Linked DNA regions of Mus musculus: region 1 is linked to region 2. A link is a contact called in public Hi-C data. All regions are on one chromosome and are shown on one strand. The core of a region is the stretch at or near the end of the contact, and the rest is flanking DNA. Distances in the headings are between cores, read along the strand shown.

What was found. A called contact is a pair of places that touch in the nucleus more often than the background predicts.
Region 1: a contact with region 2 is called in a Hi-C map of regulatory T cells, with 2.8 times the contacts expected there. The contact joins two enhancer-like sites. A contact is called at or near these places in 1 of 39 promoter capture datasets (the C10 cell line), 3 of 484 Hi-C or Micro-C datasets (cortical neurons, myocytes and regulatory T cells), 3 of 115 datasets of contacts at active chromatin or transcription factors (CD8 T cells, regulatory T cell precursor and thymic regulatory T cells) and 2 of 9 other capture datasets (adipose tissue and liver).

The regions. Positions count from the first base shown.
Region 1 is chr16:45,347,320-45,353,940 of GRCm38.p6, reverse strand. All of the region lies in intron 1 of Gm30636 (a long non-coding RNA gene), which reads left to right. Among named protein-coding and RNA genes, the nearest start is that of Gm30636, 12 kb to the left of the region's middle. Within about 2 kb of position 4,185, at least 30 of the 459 cell types and tissues checked have an H3K27ac peak or open chromatin away from gene starts, as enhancers often do. A contact at or near this core is called in regulatory T cells, where this site is marked.
Region 2 is chr16:45,254,583-45,260,912 of GRCm38.p6, reverse strand. No RefSeq gene overlaps it. Among named protein-coding and RNA genes, the nearest start is that of Btla, 33 kb to the right of the region's middle. Within about 2 kb of position 3,127, at least 30 of the 459 cell types and tissues checked have an H3K27ac peak or open chromatin away from gene starts, as enhancers often do. A contact at or near this core is called in regulatory T cells, where this site is marked.

The DNA.
Region 1 (6,621 bases), core at 2,936-5,435, 92 kb before region 2:
CATAGGTAAATGTCAAGATAACAAACAATCTATCATTCTTCATCCAGAACGAAGGTGCTGAGGAAGAGTTGTCTTATCTCCATAGGTCTGAGGCTTTGGAGACATGCCATGGCTGGGAACATGTGAACATGTTCATATCCATACACGCTCAATTACCTAAGCATACGTTCCCAAATAGAACATCTTTACACTAAAAAATGTATACACAAAGCTGGGCAGCAATGGTATACACCTTTAATCCCAGCACTCAGGAAGCAGAGGCAGAAAGATCACTGAGTTTGAGGCTAGCGTGGTATAAAGAGTAAGTTCCAGGGCAGCCAAGACTACACAGAGAAACCATGACTTTAAAGCAAAACAAAACAAAAAACAAAACACAAAAACAAAACAAAACAAACAAAAAATATATGTATACATTTTATATATATATATATATATATATTCCTTTGTTTGAAGAGAATTTCTAAGGCTTTTAATAGTCTGTAGATTTACATGGCCTTATTCTTAGGATACACTTGAGGGCATGGGTACATAAGGCAGAAGTTTTATTCTAGAGAAATTCCTGTTCTCTTTCAATATGGATGGAGTAGACCTCTATCCAACTTGAGAGGTAGGTTTCTTCCCATTCTGAGAAGAGTATTAGCACACATCAGAAGATATTTATACCCTTGACAGAGATAGCATTTAAGTAAAATTTAATTGCCATTTCTTTCCTTAGAATGTGTCCATCCTTTGTACTGGGTGAAGGAAAGGAGGCAGCTTGACTTTACATCTGGCTATCACACAGACAGGACAGACAGGACAGAAAGACAGGACAGACAGGACAGACAGACAGGACAGACAGGACAGACAGGGCAGACAGGACAGACAGGACAGACAGGGCAGACAGGACAGACAGGGCAGACAGGACAGACAGGACAGACAGGACAGACAGGGCAGACAGGGCAGACAGGGCAGACAGGACAGACAGACAGGCCCTCTAACTTCAGGATCATGATCTATTTTTCCCCCAAAGACACAATTAACTAGAACATGTAATGTCTGTCTTTTGAGGTACCATGAATCATAAATTCTCTCAATATTTTTTCCCCTTTGCTTCCAACAACAGAATATTATATTTCCCTGGAATCCACCAGTCATTTTGGTTAGTGTAACTTTACTGAATGCTCATTCTTTCTCTGCTTATGTATATGTAGGTTTGTCTTTAATTATAGAAAAGAGATACAGAAAAGGAAATTTTGTAACTTTATTTATCGTATTGCTATAGCTGCCGTAGCTACTATAGCGTATAAGTGTCCCAGCTATTCATATGTTAAAGAATGATAAGCAAGCAAATTGTGGTTCCAAGAATGTGACCTACTGTCTAGGTGACAATTTTAGGCCTTGTATATGGCATTGTATATGGCTGTGTATATGGATGGCATTTCCAAAGCTGGGGCTGGCAACTCCTTTGACTCTTAGGAAAAGTCTACCATACTGTTACTATACAAGTAACTATACTATACTATACTATACTATACTATACTATACTATACTATACTATACTATACTATACTATACAAGTTCACCCAGTGAGGCAAGCTGAAATATCAATACAGCAGAGAACAAGGCCCTAGTATTAGAAATAATATTTTCACATGCTACATCAAGAGTTCTTCAAGATACCTCCATGGTTATCTGCATGGTCAGTCAACATCACCAGTGAGCTCATGGCAGCTTCAGTCTTTTTATTTCTGTTCTTGAAAAACCTCAAAACTCCAAAATTTGTAAATTAAACTGGAGTGTCTGAGGGTTCCACTGCCTCCTTTTACAGCTCCTTCCAAATATCTGATGAAAAGATGGAGTAGTCGGATGGATAAGATATGGACCTGGCCAAAACTGACTAGAGAAAAAGATGAATCTGAGTACAGGGAGTCTTCTTTGGTCTTTTACCCAAAGTGATTGCACTAAATAAATCTCCTCTGAAAAAAAATAAGTAAATAAGTAAGTAGGTAGTAAACAAACAAACAAATAAGCAAACAAATACATCTTCTCTGCTTTCTTATTTCAATGTGACCTTTATAAAATTTTGCTAACCTCTTCTCATCGGAAACTTAACCAAATATGCCATCTTGTAACATTTTATCTTGTATGAACTTGTTTGTGACGTGACCCAGACCTTCTGTGACGGGCTCAGGTGTTCTCGTTTTCTCTTTCCTGATGACTGATTTCTATTTCTGTTTTGGAACAACCCTCTCACAGAGGAGAAAAATGCCATCCCAAATCCCTTTTCATCTAACAGTGTCTCTTTCTCTCTCTCTCTCTCTCTCTCTCTAACCATCTTTACCAAGAATATATTTAATATCTTTAACTTTTAAAGTTTTTTTTTTCTTTAATTTGATGGTTCCGGTCTCTTTTTTTGTTTCTTACTAAAATAACTATGTCCCAATAACTACACAGAAATCTGTATCTGAGGTGCAAGTAAATACTGTTAGCAGTCCTTGAGATGTTTCTCTTCTCCCTCTCTAGTTGTGGAAGCAGAATAACTTAGTGTGTTCTGGGAGGTCTGGCTCAAAGTCTTACAAAATTAGCATATGAAAAACTAAAATACACTGGAAATTCCTACCCAGCTAAAACCAATCACAGGCTCTGGCTCAGAAGTACCCCAGAGTCTGACCTATAGCTCATTATACCACTAAAATGTACATCTCTAGATAGAGATTCAAGATGCTACTGAGACATGCAAGGCACAGTTATATATGGAACTACATGTAACAGAGAGAGCATGCTTTAAAAAATGGGTGCCATTGCAAATGAGTCCCAAAGCCTTCACTATCTAAACAAGCCCACACGTCCACAGTAAAACAACACAAAACTCTCTGTTCTCTGTGCAGTGAGGTCTTTGAGCTACTGTTTTTTGGCTATTTCTTCCCTTTGCAGGGTGTCATTTCCTAAATAAACTGTCCACGCTCTTGTTAGGAGTAGACATCTGTTCAATTCCACCCATGGAGACAGGAGAACGTTAAGCCTCTTGCTCTAGTTTCCTTTTTTGTTGTTGTGATAAAGCCCTGATCAAAAGCATCTTAGGAAGGAAAGAGCTTACCTCGTTTTATACTTTATATCACCAAGAGAAGCAAAGGCAGGAGCTTGAAGCAGAAACCAAGGACAGATGCTGTTTACTGGTATGCTCTGCTATCTTTTCTCTATAGCCCAGGACGGAACCACCCTCAATAGCAATCAATAAAATGCCCCACTTATATTTAGGTTTGTATCAAGTTAACAAAATATGTGCAATCCTCCAGTGGTTCCGGTCAATCCCTGATATCAATTTCAAGTGCCTATAGAGTATAAGGAAGTAAATAAAATTAAATGGCCCAACAAAAATAAGAAATTTTAGGATCCACACAAAAAGCCCCAAGCACTGCATAGTAGGGAATAGAATTGCCAGCAAACTCAGGGATTGCACTACGATATTGGCATGCGGTAAATATTAATTACTATTGTTAAATATAAGTTTTGGTGAAACTAGTCAATGATCCCAAAATGTCTTTTTTAACTGAATTCTGAGTAATTTTTTCTCAAATTTCTCAATGGAGTATCCAGCCTGGCTTAAAATTTTTGAGACTGTTATCCCTAGAGGAGAAAGTTGGAATTGAGATTCTTCAGTGAAGTATAAAAGGAAATTTAAAAATGAGTTGAACGTATAGACAAAATGGGGGAAGCCATCTCTGGTCTGCCTGCAGTGATGCATGGAGTCACCCTTGATCCTTGTGGGCTCTTCCAGGTTTGCCTTGCTGTCCTCATCTAGATCTCCAGAGCTGCCCTCTAACTCACCTCATGAACTTTTAAGAGATTGTTTATTTGAACTTCTTAACCCTTAGACTCACTTCCTTCTAAGATTCTGCCTTCAATTTCCACTTTGTGTAATAAGTGGTTCTTTTGTGGACTTTCCTGTCACAATCAGACTTGGCAAGTGACTTCATAACTCAGTCAAGGGCAAAGCCCACAGTTCCCAAACTTAGTAAAAAGAGACAAGGGAGTATGTAGCTTCACCATGTAGCTTCCAGATTCCTGCAGTGACACTGTAGATTCCCATATAGGGCTGGGGCTGAGCTACCTTAATCATTGAGTGAGCCCATGTACAAGCAAGGCTAGGGGCTCAGTGTATCTATCACAGTCAAAACTAAGGGCTAAACTCTTACAGAAGAGAAGGAAGGAAGTGTGGGTGGGGCAAGTCTGGAAAAAGCAAATGCGTGGTTCTGGTTCTTTGTTGTCCTTCCTCTAGCTGTTGGATCCCCAGGAAGAAAGGGCCCAGGTGTTTCCTTTGCATATGCTGAATGCAGTAGATTGCTTCAGCCCTTCTGCGCTTGGACCAATTTGCACCTGAATGCAGCTATCCTCTGGACTCATCCCAGTTAGGTTGGTCTACCTGGAACCTTGGCTCCCAATTTTTTTTTCTTTTTTCTTTTTTCTTTTTTCCTTTTTCTTTTTCTTTCTTTCTTCCTTTCTTTTTTTCTTTTTCTTCTGTTTTGGCTTTTCGAGACAGGGTTTCTCTGTATAGCCCTGGCTGTCCTGGAACTCACTCTGTAGACCAGGCTGGCCTCGAACTCAGAGATCCACCTGCCTCTGCCTTCCAAGTGCTGGGATTAAAGTCATGCGCCTGGCCCATCATCCCAATTTTTTAAGAAAAGAGATAATATAAAAATATTCATCTTCTACTGTTCTTGAGCAAAATACATGGGAAAAAGTTATGAAGAAGAAAACACTAAAATATCATTGTGGAATTGTGTTTCTAGTTCAACAAACAAACAAACAGAAAAACTTGTTCCCAAATGCATTATCTGTTAATGGAGACAAATTCTGCAAAACAAATATAGCACTTACTGTCTGATGTGAAGCACGGAGATAAACAAACTTGAGCAAACAATTCCAACACAGCAGCCAATAACTGAATAACATGCGTGTTCAAAGAAAGCAGGTACTGAAAGAGTAGTAAACTCAGTACTCCAAGGTATGCTAATCATAAAACAGATAGTGACATTCCTCCACCCACCCACTTCCTGAGTTCAAGGAGTATTCATTCAAAGAAAGTCACCCTGACCATTCCTGGAAGTTGCAATGCAAATGTGCTATTGTTAGGGGCTCTTAGAAACTGTCTTGAGAGTTAACAATTACCAGGTATTCCTTGTGACACCTGTGACTTTGTACTTCCTTGTGACTCTTATCTGGTATTTTTGGTATTTTCCAACAATGCCCTTCCCACCTCCTTGAGTTGTGGTTTTTTCCTTTAAATACCCCCTTACTCAGCTACTCGGGGCGCCATGGTCCTCTACCCCTGCGTGGTGTATGACCGTGGGCCCGAGAGCGCTCTTGAATAAAAATCCTCTTGCAATTTGCAGCAAGACCGTTTCTTGTGGGTGATTTTGGGGTGTCGCCTCTCCTGAGTCAGAACGTGGGGGAGTCCTCACGTTGTGAGTCCTTCAGTACCATGTGGGAGAATGGAATGCTTTGCAGAAATAGCCTGCTGAAGAAGGAGGTGGTGATCCCAAGATTAAGTATTTCTAAACTGTGAGCCACTGACCTGTATTTTATTTATAAATGCTTTGATTTGCATATACTAAAAGAAGGTATTTTTAAACTAAGTTTAAACAAGTTTCCAGAAGGAGTACTTTTCACTTATGAACGAGAGCTTTTATGTTAAGCTTCTTATGCATTACATATACTCAGAACTGTACTCACCAACGGCAGAATTAGCTCATTTTGAGAACAAGATTCACCACGTTAGCACTCACACAATTTACGCTCTTTCCAAAATAGGCATTGCATCTGGTAAAATGTAGTTGCAATCATTAATATGTAGGCTCAAGGACTTCTATTGTTATATGAACAACATAGAAATGATATGTACACCGCTCTATGAGTTTGTTAAAAATACCACCATTAGATTTTAATCTTCAGACCTTTAAAAACTATTTAAATTTTCTAGTGAAAGGGTATAAAGGGAAATATAGTGAAAACTCCAGAAAACTTTCAAATTACAAGTTTTAATCCATTTTTTTCTTGTTTACTAAGCCAAACATAGTTGGTTTTGTAAAGTTAATAAAAACCTTGCTCCTGGATATCTGTCATTCAGTTGTATCACAGACTTCAAGGCTACCTCTCTGTTGATTTGTCATCTGTTAGAAAGGAAAATAGAAGGAAATAGTTTCTAAGTTTCCTAGCCTGAGCATTAAAAGATTTTCTACACTATTGTTTAGTATCCCTATTTTATCACTCTAAATTATATAGATTCATTATTTTTCTGCTGTTATCATAAACTGTCATGGCCAGAAGCAACCTATGTAAGGCTTTTTTAGGCTTATGGTCCCAGACAGATAAGAGTTCATCATGGTGGGAAACATGGTGGCCAGTGGAGCAAGAACCTGGGAGACGACTAATGACATCTTCAACATAAAGCAGAGAGAAAGAACCAGCAGTAGGATGAAGCTATGAACTCTCCAAGCCCACCACAGTGTTATGCCTCCTCCAGTAAACCCATACCACTTTCCCAAACAATGTCACCAACTGGGAACTAGGTGGTCAAAGGCTTAAGCCTACAAGGAAGCTCAAACCACCCAAAAACAGCTGGCCAGTCCAGCTGGCCCA
Region 2 (6,330 bases), core at 1,878-4,377:
ATAAAATCTTTAAAAAAAATGGCCATCTTTAACATGTCAGTTTGATTTACAAATATCAAAGTTAACATAGTGTTTAAAAAAAAAATGTGGGCAAGTTATTTGAACAATGTGTGCCTGGGCTCTCTAACCAGTAGAATGAGCATAGAGACTACCTATGTAATATGGTGGCTTTGAGGCTTAAGTTGTATACATAAAGTTCTTAGGACAGTGTTTGATGTGTGGAAAAACAATGGCCAAGTGGTAGCTTGTAGAGAGTAGTGCTCATAAATGCACAATTGTGAACCATAGAAAGCCCTAAATAGCATACATCTAAACTTAATATCCAACTATAGATCAAAATAAATGTATTATATTATTTACATTATTCTTCTTAAGTTTAAAAGAAGTTACACAGAGCTGAAGGGGACTGAAGCCCCATAGAAGGAACATCGATATGAACTAACCAGTAAACTCAGAGCTCCTTGGATACCACCAACCAAGGAAAACACATGGTGGAACTTGTGGCTCTAGCTGTATATGTAGCAGAGGATTGCCTAGTGGGTCATCAATGGGAGAAGAGGCCCTTGGTCCTGTGAAGGCTCTATGCCCCAGTATAGGGGAATGCCAGGACCAGGAATGGGAGTGGGTGGGTTGGGGAGCAAGGGGAAAGAGGAGGGGATAGGGGATTTTCGGAGGGGAAACTAGGAAAGAGGCTAGCATTTGAAATGTAAATAAAGAAAATATCTAATAATAATAAAAAGAAGTGACACTGAGAATTTATAGTTAAAATGAACTTGGAGATCACACTGACCCAAACTCTATATAGAAAATCATCCAAAGAAAATAAAAATTCTCTAGAGTTGTAAAAACAACATAATCTATGATAGGAGCTATTCTTCTAACCATTTTTAGTAGTTGGTGAATAGTAAGAATGTGTGAAGGATTTCTGTTGTTAGTATTTGTGTGGGTTTGAATAAAAAATGGCCCCATAGATCCATAGGTAGTGGCACTATTAGGGTGTGGCCTTGGAGTGGGTGTGACTTTTTTGGAGGAAGTGCACCAGTAGGTGGCAGTCAAGCCCATCTCAGTGGTGCTTAAGGATTCAGATGTAGAACTCCTAACTCCTTCTCCAGCGCCATGTCTGCCTGGACACCACCATGCTTCCTAGCATGCTCATAATGGACTGAACCTCTGAAACTGTAAGCCAGCACCGATTAAATGTTTCTCTTTATAAGTGTTGTCATGGTCATGGTGTCAGTTCATAACAACAAAACACAAACTAAGACATACTTTTGTTTGTTTCTTAGTTTTTGTTTTGTTTTGTTTTGTTTTGTTTTGTTTTGTTTTGTTTTGTTTTGTTTTGTTTTGTTTTGTTTTGTTTTGTTTTAGGAGACAGCAGCTTACTCCATAGCCAGGACCAGCCTCAGAGTTATGATCCTCTTGCTTCTGCCTTCTGAGTACTTGGGTTACAGGCATGCACCATCATTCCAGGCTCTTGAGTCTGTGCTTTTTAATCTCTGTTTGTTTACTATTTTACAGGGCTTGATAGAATTCTAATCATTCCTGCCCAATAAAATTATCAACTACTACATAGTTTCTAAGACTTAGATAAGCTCGTAGCATTGTCGTAAATTAAAATGATAGTTATTGTTATATAGGCATATTAACTATGTAAGTTTGTGTATATGTTCATGAATGTGTACATGCATATGAAGGGCAAAGACCAATATCAGCTGTTTTTCTCATTTACTCCCTTCCTTAATTTTTGAGACGAGGCGTCTCACCAAATCAAGAGTTCAATGATTTGACTAGACTGAATGGCCAGCAAGCTCCCTGGGATCCCCTATTCCTTCCTCCTGAGAGCAGAGAATACGGGTGTGCACCACACTATATCAATGCTGTTTGACATGGGTTCTAGGGATCAAACTCAAATCTTCATGTTTTCACTTCTGACACTACCAATATGTTCCCCACTCACAGGAGTGGCTGCAGGGACTCCTAACTGGTCAAAGTCTTCAGAACATGTGACTGAGTACTCAGCCATGGACAGTTCAGCCATTCTAACTTTTAGGAAATAGAACAGAAGAGAAGAAAAAAAAATCAAGACCTGGAGTAAGTGGTAGGGCATTGTGGAATGCAGATTCCTGGGTGCTATATGACCATTGAAGATTTTTTTTTTGAAAACTTAGATTTTATTCTCTTTATTGAAGGGAGGGGGATATGTGTTCCAGAGCATACATGTGGAGGTCAGAGGGCAAGTTGTGGGAGTCAATTCTTTCTTTCTACTTTATGGGTTCCAGGTATTAATCTCAGGTCATTAAGCCATGTGGCAGGCGGCTCTACCCACCAAAGTATCTTGTGGGCACATATCATTGCACTCTTAAACTCAACAGCAATAGGAGTACCCTCACAGTACTTCCAAAAGATTGGGCTGCCAACATTTCCGCACAGAGTAGAGAGGCGTACATGAATTGCCTGAGGATCTATAAGCAGTTAATGCCTCTGGAAAGGGAGAGATATTTTCTTCAATGATATAGCCACTGGTAAGATGTCTATGCGCCTGTAAACAACCTTCCCACCTATGCTCCTGTAAGTAACACAGTTGAAACTCACTGAGTCACTGAAACAAACAACAAATCCAAAAAGACATGATAGTAGTAGAGCAACTAGCTGGGAAGAGAATCAGAGGGTAGATATGATTAAAATACATTATAGACTTGTACCAGAATAGAACAATGGAACAATGAAATCACTTCATGGGTACAATTTATATATATATATATATATATATATATATATATATATATATATATATATATATATATATATATATATATCCACTAAGAGAAACAGAAATAGAAACAACTTTATAAAATATCCCATGCCCTTAGAAATGACTATCTCTAATTAGAATTCTCTATCTTTAGTCTGACTAGAAGAGAAATCACAAACACTCTTTCTTTGATTTCCCCCAAAGAAGTGCACTTTTAATTTCATTCCATCCAGTAACTGGTATAACATGCTGTTCATTCCTATTATAAACTCAAGAAAGCAAGAAACCATTCTTTTGATTTCCTCATAGGTTTACCCCAGCCACAAAATAGGATCTTTGTCTGGCCTCCCTCTGCAGGCACGCCCTCCAAAAAGAGGATATTTAGCTGGCTGTAAGAGACAGGGCTCCTGCCCCTTTGACCACATGAACCTCAAGAAAACAACTCTTGCATTAAAGACCAAGAAATTGGAATCCTGTCTCTCTGCCTGTGGCTGCATGTAGCCAGCTGGCACCCTTGAAGGTCTGAAGCATCTCTCTGTAGATGAACTCTATCTGCAGGTAAGTTCCAAAGTGAAGCAGGATTTAGAAAGGAAATCATGAGATTTTTGTCTTTGGGTCCGAGCCATGTGCACCTATAAAGATAGAGGAATGCAGTGAATTGGGTTTTCTTCATAACCCTCCAGGCAGTTTCTAGGGAATGAAGATTCTAATAAAGTAAGAAACAAGCTTCAAGGAACTTAGAGTGGCATAGAGTTTCCATATGTTCTGCATCTACTTCTGTGACATTATTAAGCTATCAGGTTATAGCCTTTATCTCTATTTGTAGGCTGTGCCATACAAAAATAGAACCTTGGTTTGTCCTGTAGTCTCAGAAACCAGCAAACCCCATAGGTGCTAGTATGTGCTCCTATACTCAGGCGAAGCAAGGCACACAGAATGTTTACTCGGTCTGACTTTTGAACAGGACCTCATTTTGAAAATCAACACCTATAATTTGTTTGGAGTCTGTAAGCTGATTGCTAGCACAGAATGTTCAGTTCTCATGTTCTCCAGTTCTTTTTCACAAGCTTCTAAATAAAAATGTTTTCTTTCTTACTTGCTGTTTTTACTTTCTGGGTGGGGTGTAGAGGCCCTTCCTGTATCTGCTTAAAAAGGAACTTTCCAAATTAGTCTGTCCTATAAATGTACTTTGCTTCCTGCCATACTTGAGTGAGAGTGGGAAGAAACAGGTTCAAGCAGGCTAAATGAATTGTAAAATCCACAGAGTGCATACAACACACCAGGGTCTTATTCAAATGGAGATTCCTGCTTAGGGTGTGAAGTTGTGATTTTACATTACAAAATACTCCCAAAAGTTTTTATGTATCTGACAAAAAAATCATCCTTTGAGTAAGAGGGAAGAGGATGGTTTACTTCACAAATATTCAACACTTTTTAATTATAATACATGCCAAGCACTGGGTTGGGAAACTAATTAGGAATATAACAATATTTACCCTTAAAAGGCCCACAGCTGGGAATGGAGAGATGGCTCAAGTGTTAGAAGTACCAGATCTTTCCAGAGGACCCAGGTTTGATTTCTAGCACCCACATAACAGCTAACAACTGTTTGTAACTCCATTTCAGGATAATGTGATGCCCTCTTCGGGATTTCTTAAGCCTGGGGCAGCAGATGGTGCATATAAATACAGGCAAGACATATAAAATAAAGTAAATTTTTAAAGTCCCCAGTCTAATGTGGAAGCCAACATAACAAATTCTGTGTAAATTCTGTGATCATCATGAGCATAAGAAGATGAATTGTCATTGCATACACTAGCAAGATTGTGCTGATAGGACCCTGATATAGCTGTCTCTAGTGAGACTACGCTGGGGCCTAGCAAACACATAAGTGGATGCTCACAGACAGCTATTGGATGGATCACAGGGCCCCCAATGGAGGAGCTAGAGAAAGTAACCAATGAGCTAAAGAGATCTGCAACCCTGTAGGTGCAACAACATTATGAACTAACCAGTACCCCGGAGCTCTTGACTCTAGCTGCATATGTATCAAAAGATGGCCTAGTAAGCCATCACTGGAAAGAGAGGCCCATTGGACACGCAAGCTTTATATGCCCCAGTACAGGGGAACGCCAGGGCCAAAAAGTGGGAATGGGTGGGTAGGGGAGTGGGGGGGGGGATATGGGGGACTTTTGGGATAGCATTGGAAATGTAAATGAGGAAAATACCTAATTAAAAAAAAGAAGATGAATTGTAGATTGAGATGAGAAATTTGAACGTATACCTCACCAAAGAAGATACAGAGAAGGCAATTAAGCCGCTTAAAGGTGGCCAGGACCACATATCGTGATGGAATTTAAAGTGTAAACAGCCATGAGACATTATCACTAAACATTAGCATGGTGATATTCCAAAACATGACATCACATGTTAGCTAGGAAGCTGGTAGGAATACAAAGTGGTAAAGCTATCATAGCGAGCCATCATAGTGATTATTACAAAAGTAAACACACCTCCAGGCCAACAGTCATCTCCCTTGACTTTTATCCAAATAAAATGAGAGTTCCTTCCTATATAAAGACTTACACACAAATGTTTATAGCACTTCATAATTACCAAAACTTGGAAGCAACTGAGAATTCCTTCAGAAGGAAAATGAATAAACTCTAAGATGTCCCGGCAATGAAATGTTATTCATCCCTGAGAAGAAATAAACTATTAAGCTATGGAAAAACATGAAGGAACACATTACCGCATCAAAGAAGCCAGTATGAAAAGGATACATAAGATATAACTCCAACTATTCTGGAAAATGCAAAGCAATAGATACAATTCATAGATGACACACTCTCAAGGAGTTAAGAGAACAGAAAGGGTAAAGACGTGGAGCATGAGACAGTGTCCAGGAGGAGACATAGCAGGGTTGCTCTGTAGGTTGCCCTAGCAATGTGTACAAGTGAAAATCATAAAAACGACAGCACCAAGAATATATACCCTAAGACAAACTAGAGACATAGGTTGGTAATGACATCTCACCTTTGGTTCTCATTCGATTAAAATTCTCCTATCCTACAGGTTGTTGGGGGCAGAGGGGAGGGCATGCAGCTGAGAATATTGCAGAAAAGAGCACATGGAAAATGTTAGTGTTTTCTTCTTAATATTTCTCGGCTAAAAATTAACTTTTAATTATTTTAATTCTTTTTATATATTTTAATGAAATTTTTTCATAAAATATATTCTGATCATAGTTTCCCCTCCCCAAATGCCTCCTCCAAAATTTTCCCCACCTGCCCAATTCTACACCCTTTCTTTCTTTATTTCTCTAGAAAACAAATAGGAAAACAAAACGGAATAAAAAATTTTAGAAAAGAACCCCAAGAAACAAACACACATACAACACACATGTGCACATGCACGCACAAGCGAACAAAATCCATTATAAAGATCATTAGCTATAATATACAAACAAAAGACCACTGAGGTCAAACAAAGCAATATGAGGCAAAGTCTACAAAAATGCCGGAGTCTTTTTGTGTTGTCCATGGGGGAAAAATACAGAGACTCACAGACAGACAGTA